Linked DNA regions of Mus musculus: region 2 is linked to region 1. The links are chromatin contacts, called in public Hi-C maps. All regions are on one chromosome and are shown on one strand. The core of a region is the stretch at or near the end of the contact, and the rest is flanking DNA. Distances in the headings are between cores, read along the strand shown.

The links. Hi-C and Micro-C count contacts between places; a contact is called where the count stands out from the background.
Region 2: a contact with region 1 is called in a Hi-C map of Th1 cells, with 3 times the contacts expected there. A contact is called at or near these places in 3 of 39 promoter capture datasets (the C10 cell line, cranial neural crest and epiblast stem cells), 51 of 484 Hi-C or Micro-C datasets (the 63-12 cell line, B cells, the C2C12 cell line and 31 more), 7 of 130 datasets of targeted methods (bone marrow-derived macrophages, embryonic stem cells and stem cell-derived neural progenitor cells) and 4 of 9 other capture datasets (adipose tissue, embryonic stem cells, liver and 1 more).

What each region holds. Positions count from the first base shown.
Region 1 is chr19:29,268,532-29,274,846 of GRCm38.p6, reverse strand. It overlaps Jak2 (Janus kinase 2), which reads right to left. Exons shown (of 25, transcript NM_008413.4): 4 at 3,373-3,496. Among named protein-coding and RNA genes, the nearest start is that of Jak2, 20 kb to the right of the region's middle.
Region 2 is chr19:29,359,472-29,365,786 of GRCm38.p6, reverse strand. Plgrkt (plasminogen receptor, C-terminal lysine transmembrane protein) reads left to right here and starts at 3,916. Exons shown (of 6, transcript NM_026362.2): 1 at 3,916-3,990; 2 at 4,860-4,970. It also overlaps a transcript of Cd274 not described here.

The DNA.
Region 1 (6,315 bases), core at 2,192-4,691:
ATAACATGATTATAATGTCAGCAGAAAACACAAGAAACAGAGTGTAGCATCCTGGAGCACATCTGTAACCCCAAAACCCAGGGAGCTGGAGCAAGAGAAGCTGAGTTTGAGACTATCCTGGGCTACCTAGAATAATACTTTGTTTCCATAAACAACAAACAAACACAGCATCAAGCAAGAGCAGCAGCAGGTGGAACGTAAGTAACTCTAAACTCAAAGCACACAGCCCACCTTGGAGTAATAAGTAATAGGATGGAGAAGAGAAGCAATCAAGGGAAACTGAAGTGAGGTAGATATAAAAGTCAGCAAAGATCTTAAGTCCAGCAACACTAGTAAGGCATCGAAAAGTGAAATCTACTGTGCACACAAATAATTCCTCCTTTTAAGAAAATGAACACTAAAATGTACCGTTCAAAGAAAAATTAAGTACACTCACTTTTGAAACTAAAAGCTTTGAGATGTAATTTATCTACATACAGTCTGCACGTTAAAGTGCTGTGTGGTCTGTAGTATTCAATGTGGTACCAATATCACCACAATTTGATTTCACATTTTTATTCTGTCTCCATAGGTATTAGCAATCAAACTCAAGTCACCCTGTTAACCTCTAGCTACAAGCTACAACCTTCACAAGTTCTATTCTACTCACTTTATACTCAAAAGAATGGCTGTGGTATGTTGTCTTTTTATGTGATCACATTTAGTTAGTACACTGCAAGTTTTATCAACACTGTGGCATGTACTTTATTCCTAATGAATTAGCACAGGACTGTATGATGTGCATATCTTATTCATTCATTCATTACTTTAAATGATGAGTTGTTTCTGTTCTTATGCTAACGTGAATAACACTCTGTGAAGAATGTTTTTGTAGATTCATGTTGGCAACACTGTATTTATCTTTGGGAGAAATGGCCAATCTTTTCCAAAAGTGCCATTACCATTTCCTATTCTCACTGACAGTGTGTGAGCATTCTAATTAGTACAAATAATTTTCAACATTGTTGCCTGTCTACTTTTGCCATCCTAGTGGATTGGTTGTTAACCTCTAGCACATCTGATTTATGCCTCTCACAGGACTAATGATGTTGGGTATCTTTTCAAATGCCTATTAGCTATTTGCATGCCAAACATTTCTTTGGAGAAGTTTTTACTCAAGTCCTTCGCCTTGAACATACATGAAATCTGATATCCAAAAAGGCTCAATGTACCATGGATACTTAGTTATATTTTCATTTTCCAAGTAGGTCTCTAATTTATTCATTGTTCTGGTTAAGATTTTGTTTTTTTTTTCCAATTGACACAAGCTACCATTATGTTGTGAATGGAAATGTCAATTATAAATTGCCTCCGTAAGACTGGTCTGTAGTCAAGTAATTTCTGATTAGTGATCAATATGGAAGGGTCTAGCCCACTGTGTATGCTACCACCTTTGGATAGGTGAGTCTAGGTTGTATTAAAATTTTATCTGGGGCTGGTGAGATGGCTCAGTGGTTAAGAGCGCCAACTGCTCTTCCGAAGGTCCTGAGTTCAAATCCCAGCAACCACATGGTGGCTCACAACCATCCCTAACAAAATCTGATGCCCTCTTCTGGAGTGACTGAAGACAGCTACAGTGTACTTACATATAGTAAAGAAAGAAAAAATAATAAAAAATAAAATAAAAAGTTATCTGAGCAAGACAGGAGAGGTAAGCTGGTTTCTTCATGGTCTCTACATCAGTTCCTGACTCTAGGAGTTCCTCCTTTGAGTTTCTGCTCCATCTTCCCTTCAGGATGGATTGTAAACTGTAGGATGAAATAAACCCTTTCCTACCCCAGGTTGCTTTTGGTCATGTTTATTATAATGCTAAAAAGGAAACTCTGAGCTGGGCGGTGGTGGCACACGCCTTTAATCCTAGCACTCGGGAGGCAGAGGCAGGCGAATTTCTGAGTTCGAGGCCAGCCTGGTCTACAAAGTGAGTTCCAGGACAGCCAGGGCTATACAGAAAAACCCTGTCTCAAAAAAAAAAAAAAAAAAAAAAAAAAAAAAAAAAAAAAAAAGGCAAACTCTGACACCCACACCCACATTGTTTCTTATTTTTTACTTATTTAGATTATCCCCAAATAGTTAAAGCTATAAAATTATTTTATGAAAGCTTCATTATTTTGTTACAACTGGCTACTTTATGTAAAAAGGCCATTACTTTTGTTTTCTTCTAAAATAAATATGCATATGTATTTTGTGTTTAGGCCAGAAGAGGGCATTAGACCCCCCCTGGAACATTTGTGAGCTGCCATGTAGGTACTAGGAATGGAACCTGGGTCCTCTAGAAAGGGTAGCCAGGGCTTTTAAACCTCCAAGCCATTCCTCCAGCTCATTCCCCTGCCTTTCCTATGTTCACCACTTAGACCCTGAACTCTTTTACTAACATTGTTTTACCTTAAAAGCAGAAAACCCAAACACATGCATCTACATATTTTATACAGACCAAGGAGAAGAAAATAAGTAATGAAATATGAAAATTTACTAAGAACGCATTAAGTACTAATAATGTCACCACTCTGCCTAGCACATTTAACACCCTGGGTTTGATTTCAGCAAAACCAACTGGGTGTGGTGGCCACGCCTGTGATCTCAGAATGACTGGGGGTTAAGAGGCAGGTTCAAGGTCAGTCCCCGCTAGTCAGTGAGGTCAGAGGAAGTCTGTTGTACCTGTCTCAACAAATAAAAATCAATAAGACAGACCATCAAATAATGACAGTAAATACTACACATATTATCTCTACAATGAGGTAAAAGCAAGCTGGTGAGAAGGCAGTTTATGAAGAAAGCTAGGTCTGAGTTCAAACTTTTCCAAGCGGTAAGAGCATGAACAACTATGAGTAATACGTCACATCAGATTCTTTATATATTACAGGGAATTCTGAATGTTTCATTAAGTCATAAGAAAATTAAATAACATGTAAGTGCTTGGAAATTTACAGCTATCTGTAAAACCAAAATTATTTGCTATTCCTTTATACAGAAAAAAAATCTGGATTTTTATTTTCTGAATATTAATATTTTTCACATTGCCATATATAGCTAAATACATTAACTTATAAACAAAAACTTTCAACTTTAAAATTTTATTTGTAAAAAAAAAATTGTTAAGATTGCTTTTTATTGCACACACATCACATCTCCTGGGAAACTGGCAATATTCCAGACACTAAGGACTGATTGCAGGCTATTTTCACCTGTTCTTTTTTTAAAATTCTTAATTATAATCAAAAGTCATGAAGTGGCATCCCAACAGAACAAAACATCGTAGCTATCACCTTACAGAGCCAACAGTTTCTCTGGCTTTATCTTTTGCTAATACGCGAGTCACTTGGCGTCAGGAAGTACCTTATCCTGTAGAGTATGTCATGCCTGGTTGACTCGTCTATGTGGAAGACATGATTGGGTGGGTACCAGATCCTTTCGGTTTCACTCATTAACGCAAACATATTATGATACACAGGCGTAATACCTAGAAAGGAAGCATAAAAGGGACTGATTATAGCTAGCTAGCAGAGCATTTACATAACATGCACAATCTGCGTGACGTGATACCTAGCCGGTGAGTCATAAGGAACTGACTGCAGATGCAAAGGGCAGAACATTTACATAACACAATCTGGGAGCCCTGGTGACAGCTCTAACAGTCAGCAGAAACTCCAGTCGCAGGTGAAATACCGTGGGAAAACACTCCCTAAAACTAAGTTTTAATCAAATACTCCTCTCTATATATTGTAAAAAATAATACTGGCATTCTTACATGAAGATAAAAGTACAGTTTATCCAGCTTTTAACTGTCTTCTAAAGAGAGTTTCCAAGTAACTCTTAAACCCTGAGGGAAAAACTATCTTGTATGAGTATGCACAAGTATACATGTGTATATTTTAATTGATACTAATTATCAAATCACTGAGATAATAACAAGCCACTGGATACTTTTATAAGAATGAAAACTTTTCATATTAAAATGAGAAATTTTACACACTATACTAATAATTATATTTGATGCACCATTTAAAAAAAAAATGTAAAGGCCCACTGAGCCATCTCACTAGCCCCTTACAGGTTAAATGACAACTGAGCTATCTCTCTGCCCCCAAATACTTTTTCCATCCTTTCCCCTTTTTGTAATAGGGTCTTATGTAGTCCAAGCTGACCTCAAACCCCTTATGCAAATGAAGCTGACATTAAGCTCTGACAGGGCAGCCTCCGTGTCTCAACTGCTAGGATTACAAGAGTGTAGCACCGCATCAGCATCTTTTTCAGGCACTTCGCAGAAGTAAGGACAGAGCTCAGTGTGGAGTGCATGTCTGGGGGGTGTGAGCTGTCAGGTTCAATTTCAAGTACGAGAGAAAGAAAAAACACTAGGGGGCAGATATGTTAAGAAACACATAAAATGTTAAAGGAGGGCTGCAGAGCTAGCTCGTCAGTTAAGATTCATAGTGCGCTTGCAAAGGACCTAAGACAGCTGACAGCATCCACCCTGTGCAGCTCACAGCCACCTCTAACTCTATCTATCAGGCAGGAACTGACTGATGACTCTGGCCTCCTCAGGCATGCACATGTACACACCTACACAGCAGCTTACAACTATCTTTCACTCTAGTTCCAAGGAATCCAATGCCCTCTTCTGATCTCCTTGAGCACCAGGCATGCATGTGATACACATACATACATGCAGGCAAAACAGTCACACACATAAAATAAATATAAAAGATATTTGTAAAGGTTGAAGGGCAATGGTCTAAAAAAGTACATAGAACATAGCAATATAATAGTATATATTATTTTTCAAGTATATTTTAAACCATCCACACACATCCATATATGTACATGAACGCACCAAATAATCCCCTGGGACTCAAAACAAGTCTTCACACACCACCTTTTCTAGCATTTCAATTAAATCAGAATTGAGTACATAAAAATAAATCCTATATTGAAGCCTATATTTCATGAGAATATTTTTATTATAACAATATATTCATTTATTTCCACTTTATACATAAATGGGATAAACTGATAGGATTTAAATTATAATTTGAAACTCAATTCAACTCTCTGTAGGTTTGTAGTAATTTATAAATTATAAATGTTATTCAGTAGCAGCTTTTTAAAGGTACCCTTTATTCCTTATGTATTTACAAATACTTCAATATGCCTCATAGGTCAAAGAAAGATCTGCGACAAATTCAACTGCAAGTATTTATAAATATCTCATGTCAAAGGAAAAATTATTAATGAAATTTAAATGTACTCATAGGAAAAATTATATGTAGTAACCCATTTACATCAGACAATAACAGAATCACCTGGGTATCAGTACATCAGAAAACAAAAGAACAATGGCAGAAAGCCAAAAGAAGAAAACAGTAAAGTTAGAGGAAGAGTCTGGAGAGCGCTCAGCAGTAGGGACACTCATTGTTCTTTCAGAGGACTAGAGTACAATTGTTAGTCCCCATTTCAAGCTGTCCACAACAGCTTGTAACTCCAGCTCTAAGAGAATGTGATACCTTCTTCTGGCCTTTGCAGGCATCTGCATACATGTGCATATCCGTATGTCTGTATGTGTGTGTGCACAAGTGCACACACACATAGACACACGCAAAGAGTTTTAAGACTTTTTATTATTGTATGTATATGAGCACACTGTAGCTGTCTTCAGACACACCAGAAGAGGGCATCAGATCCCTTTACAGATGGTTGTGAGCAACCGTATGGCTGCTGAGAATTGAACTCAAGATGTCTGGAAGAATAGTCAGTGCTCTTAACCACTGAGCCATCTCTCCAGCCCACACAAAGAGTTTTAAAAGTGAAAGTTAATAGTGCAGAGTAAACAAAACTAATCGATGATGTTGATTTTTTTTAATAATTAACAAAATTAACAGTCATTGTCATATCTAACAAGGAATAAAAATAGATGCAAGCTGAATTAAAAGCAAATTAAAAGACAAAGTGCTAGAAGAGCATTGCACCAATATATTTAAAAAGATAGACAATTTTCAGAAAAATATAACTTTAAAAAATATTTTGAAATAAAAAACTAAATAAAACTACATTACATAAGACATAGAATCTACCTACATTTTTTTAAATGGAAAATAAAGGTTGAAGAGAATAAAAGGAAAATCCGGAACGAATGAAAATAACCAGGTTCAGAAGTTACATGAAAGCATAACCAAAACACAAAAGACATTTTGTTTTAACACAAATTTCTATTTATCAAAATATAAGAATCTTAAACTAAGTACTAACAAACCCAATCCATAAATGTTTCTTAAAAAAAAAAAA
Region 2 (6,315 bases), core at 2,667-5,166, 90 kb before region 1:
TTGTTTGTTTGTTTTTGGTTTTTCGAGACAGGGTTTCTCTGTGTCCTGGAACTCTGTAGACCAGGCTGGCCTCGAACTCAGAAATCCGCCTGCCTCTGCCTCCCCAGTGCTGGGATTAAAGGTGTGCGCCACCACGCCTGGCCAAGCTTTATGATATGTTAGTATGGTTGTGACTATTCAGATCTGTAAAAAATTCACTTTAGAGACCCACTCCTTAGCTGAGTTCCCTTGGTTCCATAAGGATCTGAGAGGTGAGGATTAAGCCACACCCCCTTAGTAGTCTCTATGATATGTGAATTCCTTCTAAAGCTAGAAGAGGTGAGGTGGTTTGGTTTTGTTTGTTTTGTTAAAGCATTGCTTACAGTCTACATAAATTCTCCACAGAGAAGGCAAGGGGTGACTGAACCTGGTCTCTCTGAAGCTCTCCATGGGAACTGGGGCCTGCTGCTTTCGCTGATTTGCATATGAGTAATCTGAAGAGTCGCCCCACCCCCACTCCTCCACCTGTTTCTACTCCTCCGACATTTATTCTCCCATGAAGTTGTCCATGCCCCCTTAATGAAGTTTTGGTATCCTCCAGAAATAGAAAGTGAGGATGTGACTTTTATACACACACACATACATGTATACATGTATATATGTGTGTGTGTGTGTGTGTGTGTGTGTGTGTGTGTGTGTGTGTGTATAAAATCACCATCTCAAAAATACACATAAGCCAAAATAGCCTAGGCAAGGAGATAAGTATCCCTGAAAATGATATGAGTTTTTGTGATTTGGACAAAATGAATAGAGAAACGGTCAGACAAGAGAAAAACAGCGGCTAGCCAAGACTGAAGAGTGGAACAAATCTCTAATGTCATTTCTAATCTTGCTGTTTCCTGTTCATACCCCACCTGGCCTACTCATTTCAGGGAGATAAACCTCCTTGCTGCTCCCAGTCTGCTTAGCTGACGATGAAGACCAAGCAACCATCTCAAGGGTAAGGCACTACACAAAGTGATTCCGGAGATACCCAACCTGCAGGAGGGACAAACTGCAAAGGCTGAAGGGGAGCAAGCGTGGACAGTTCCTGCAGAGAATATTACTGTGCTGCAGTCTAGACTGAAAGGCTGGCTCTCATCACGTCTCAGAGGGCCTGGAGGGTTAAGGAGAAAGGTTGGTTCCCAGTGGTAATGCAAAGTCATTGGAGAGTGCCAGAAGCAAGGGTCAGGCTGCGTGGGTCTGGAGTTACAGTTAGTTGTAAGCTGCTAAGAATCAAACCTTGGTGCTTTGGGGTGCCCGTAACTGGATAAGCTCTCTACAGCCCTAGTTCTCAGAGCTCAGGGACTATTTTCTGAAGGGGAATGAGGAAGAGGAGGAGGAGGAAGAGGAAAAGATCACTCAGGGGAGGAGAACAGGCTGAGATTCACAGGTTGAGAGCAGGGTCATGTGCGTTGCATGGGTTGCAGGAGAAGGAAGTTAGCAAGCAGGTGCTTAGTCAATACTGACATCACAGCTGAAAAGCACCCTAAAGAGAAACAGCTACAAGTTTCCTGCTCATCAGCTGTGCGGTTATTTACATACAGCCTAGGAAGGCTAAAGCCCACACCCTCATCACTATTCCCCAGGGCTTCCCCAGTCAAGCTTCTCTTGGGATGCTATGAAATGCTTGGGCTGCGCCACATGAAGCTTCATCTGATTCAGGTTACACTCTGAGATGTACCGGCGGCCCCTGCTCGGAATAGTCTTCCTTGGCTACAGCATCATTTAAAAAAAAAAAAGCCTATCAAATTAATAAGATGAAATCACAGTAATGATTAAAAGTGTCAGTAATAGTAAAACGGGTGCATACACTAGGTTACCTAACTTGTATTATGAGTTGTGCTTCCTGGAGTCACCTCCACTTCAGGGCTGTGTAATTGGAGACATCTCGCTCAAGTAACTTGTGGAAGCTTACGTGTTCAGGAAAGGATACAAGTGGGAGTGAAACCCGGAACGATGCCCCAGTGTCTGCTACACAGCGGCCACACAGGTGGACTGTCAGGTGAGCGTCCTCATCCACTGCCATCAATCACAGTGTGTGGATTTTAAGGCCTTGACTTACTACTGTATGCCCCAGCCATTCTACCCCTACTACCCAAGACAACTGACAACATGCTCACAAAACTAGCAATGTTCTTCATACTAGACTAAATAGAATCATGCAAATGTCCATCGGTCTCAATGGACACACAAAATGCCTTATAGTCATACACTGGACTACTATTTAGTCCCAACAAGAAATGGAGCCATAATCCATGCTATAGTTTACCTGTTTAATTTTTCTTTCCATTTAACATGTATTTACTCTCTGTGTGCGCAAGTGCACACTCATACGTGGAACAGTTAGGGATGTCAGAAGACAGCTAACAATAATGGGTTCTTCCCTTCCACTATGTGGAGCCCAGAAATAGAACTGGGTCTCAGGGTGGTAAGCATGTTTACCCACTGAGCCATCTCACCAGCCCCTACTATAGCTTAGATACACACACACACACACACACACACACACACACACACACACTAGTGTTAAAGTAAAAGAAGTCAGCTCGGCATGGTGGTGCACGCCTTTAATCCCAGCACTTGGGAGACAGAGGCAGGCAAATTTCTGAGTTCGAGGCCAGCCTGGTCTACAGAGTGAGTTCCAGGACAGCCAGGGCTACACAGAGAAACCCTGTCTCAAACAACAACAGCATCAACAACAACAACAAAAAAAAAATAACAAAAACAAAAGAAGTCCGTTTCATTTATACGAACTATCTAGAATATGTAAGTCTTTGAAAAGGTAGAACATAGATTAAGATGGGGTCTCTAGGGTGACTGCATGTGACATTATCCATAAAGATAGGTTCTATAGATTGACTGAGAAAAACAGCTCATGATGAGGGAAGGATCTGGTGAGGTCTCGCACACACAGTGCAAATGTTAACCACTTCTGCTCCCAGTCTTCTGGGCGGAAAACACATTCTAAATCTTTCTCTTTGAAGCTACAACCCTGTGTGTTTAACATTCTTGGTTCCCACAGTGTTTATCTGAAGGTACAACGACCTCTGTTCCTCGTACAGGTTACAGAGCTGGGAACAGAACGGAGACAAGTTTAGTCTGCACGTATAGACACTACTTCCTACCTTAGGGATGGGCTACTTGTTTCTCTCCAAAAGCATTTACTCCTAGCAACACCCATCTCCTCCCACAAATAGAACTAAATAAAGATTCTGTTGCAATTTTCCCATCCAAGTAATGTTTGGAATGAGGGATCTAAAAGTCAGAATAAGGAACACTGGAACTAAAAACATCTATACAAGCCTGCGAGGCTAGATATGCCTGGAAGAGGCTAGATTGCCTTCTCTAAGGTGTGGAGCCAACACATGCTAATGCAGAGCCCTTCCTAAAGGTTGTGATTCACATACTATTTCCCCAACCGGTTACATAGTAAGTGCTAATGGGTCCAGTGTTTCCTAGTGAAGTTCGGAGTTGTACTATAGACAGACAATTCTGGTAGGAGTACGAAATATGGAAAACGCATAGGGAAATACGGAAATTCTGGTCACTGTCTGCTTTTGTTCCCTGGTTACCTTTAAGCGAGATTTGGTGATGGGTTTTGTTGTTGTTTTTGTTTTGTTTTTGAGGCACCGGACTCCGAGGACTTGAAACATTTCCACGCTGCTTCCTTGGGCCTTCCCTCAAAATCACGCACCTTACAAGACCATGCAGGTTGGAATTTGCGGTTCTGTCCCGCCCCGCCCACCTCCCGGCTCCAGGCGCCTGCACCGGAAGAACACCCCAGGCCTCCGCGGGCACCCGAGCGCTTAAGGGAGCCAAAGGCCACGCTGATTGGTTGAAGCTCGTGATCCACTGTCATAGCCAACCAATCCTGGGGCTCTGCCGAAGCAAGGTACTGTCCCTGCGCTGATCGCTCTGGAGCTCTGGCTAGAGGCCTCTGCTGCGGTCACCGTCCCCGCACCGTGTCGCGTGAGTGTTTCGGGTCACAGACACCTGGGAGGGAGGGGTCGGCTCCGTCGCACGGTCCCGCACAGCTGCAGCTCTGGCTGGGCAGGGAAGGCCAGGGCTCTGGGTTCTTGCTGATGCCTCCGAGGCTGACAGGTATTGCCAACCCAGTTCTGTGAGTGTGATCTCTCTGTACCATTGTCACCAAGTTGGGACAAGACTGCAGAGTGCAATGGACAGGAAAATGGAATTCCTTTAGGGAAATACCTATATGACGCTAAACTGGCTCAACAGAGCGAGAGTGGAAACAAAACAAAACACCCCCAGAGGTTATGTGCTTCCTGCTAGGGGACTTGGTTTGGAAGAGTTATTGAGAATGATAGTGATGTTGTGACTAGCCAAAAATTCTGGTACTAAATCAGGGAAGAAATCTGGATGACAGAAATCGTGTAGAATTTCTTTCCTTCTAAATGGAATCCAGGTTCCAAGGATGACCAGGGAAAGTCTGTCTGGGATCTGTACAATCAGGACACCCTTCCCAACACGCCTTTCCAGAGTAATTTGAATCATGGCCTCTTGGAACAGGAGACACGCCTGCCTCCCCATCCTCAACCCAAAACAAACAAACAAACAAAAATCCAGGAGCAGCCTGGACTCACATCTGTATCCTCCATCCTATAGGACATGGTGGTTGTCTGTGTTGCCTGTAATAAGTCAGTTTGGGGCCACGCTTACTTATCGCTGATAATATCGTGTCTCTGGGAGAGAGACATTTGGAGGTATTTGGGACATCCTAAGGAAAGAGTGCAACATGGCTTTGTTAGGTATGGTCAGAAGAGGTTGGAAACACTGTTCAAGGGTGAAGTTACAGGGTGTGGCATGCTCATTGGCAGGTGAGATCTCCAGAGGGACACTCCTGTTTGCCTTCTATATTTAACCGTGTACCTGAGATTTCCCCCGACACATCCAAAGTCCAAGTCCAAGAGAGCAAGGCCCAGAAGGAGGTAAGCCTAAATCCTAGCTAGCTTTTCAAAGTGTTTCTCTTCTCTTCTCTAGACGATTGACTGAAAGATTGTCCGACCACTTCAAGGGATGGAGAGCTAACCCCCTTAGGCCAAGGGACTGAGGGGAGAGTGTGTGTGTGTGTGTGTGTGTACTAGAAAACAGTCGGTTTCTTTGAAGATGTTTGAAGATGCTTGCAGCAGATGTAAAAATTCAACCGTCTGCTCCGACATGCAAAAGAAAACTAAAGGATGTTGAGCAGCCTGACAAGGTTGATCTTCTGTCAAGCATTCCTTATTTTGTGCAATTATTTGTGTGAAATAGAAGCCACAGAGACTATCATGATGGATGATAACACTTCTCCTGCAGGCTCAGCTGGAAATGACTCATGTGAGCTGCCAATACTTAGATAAGAGAGCAAACGGCTAGAGACCCCTCCACGATGAGTGCCCTCTGCCGCTGCTGGTAGGGTGCTAAGTGGGACAGTGAGAGTCAGGAGGAATCATGATGTCCCAGGGCTGTGGAAGGCTCTCTCTTCCTTCCTGGGAAGTAGTTCAGCCTCTGCTCAGCCTCGCAGCTGATTGGCTCAAGGGCTGCTTAATTCCAGGGTGCGATCTTCGTCTTTGTCAGAATACACGGAAATCATTGAAACCAGGCTGTCAGTTCATACTCCCCTGGAGCCCGACTAACAGGGTAACCATCCCAACTGATTCGAACTACCCCTGTTCTCCATGCTCATCTGCTAGGTTACTCTAAACCCAGGGATTTCCTTATGAGGAAAGCTGTGGAAATAACTGTTGTCCGGGATTTCCTCAGATTATACATAAATCCTGGCTGTGAAGCATTGAGACGGGCTGCTGTGGTGGAAAGGTATTTAACAGCCTAAGACAGCACTGAAGAGAGTGGAGATGTTGTGACACGCCCCCCCGCCCCCCCCCCCCGGGCCTTATGGTCTTCTGAAAAACCAATAACTAACCAAAGTGTTTCTCTGAACATACTCAGTTATATTTAGAACAAAGTTAGGAGTTCTTACCCATAGTTTATAGCCCTCTGGGGTAGCTGTTATACCTAAATAACAAGGCCATGCCTGATGTAGAGGGTGGCTCAAGTCAGTTTTTAAGGAAATGATGGTAAAAAAGGCGATATAGATCATAAGGGGAAAGAAAATCAAAATTTGAATTCATGTCCCAGGCTAGTAAAACAAAACAGCCATTCTATTTTTTAATTTTACTGTAAAATTCAATGAACTATATTGAGCATATTATTATAAAAAAAAAGGTCTGTACTTCTTCAGGCTAACCTAAGTGTTTCTGAGAACAGTAACATCGGCTAAGATAAACCACAATG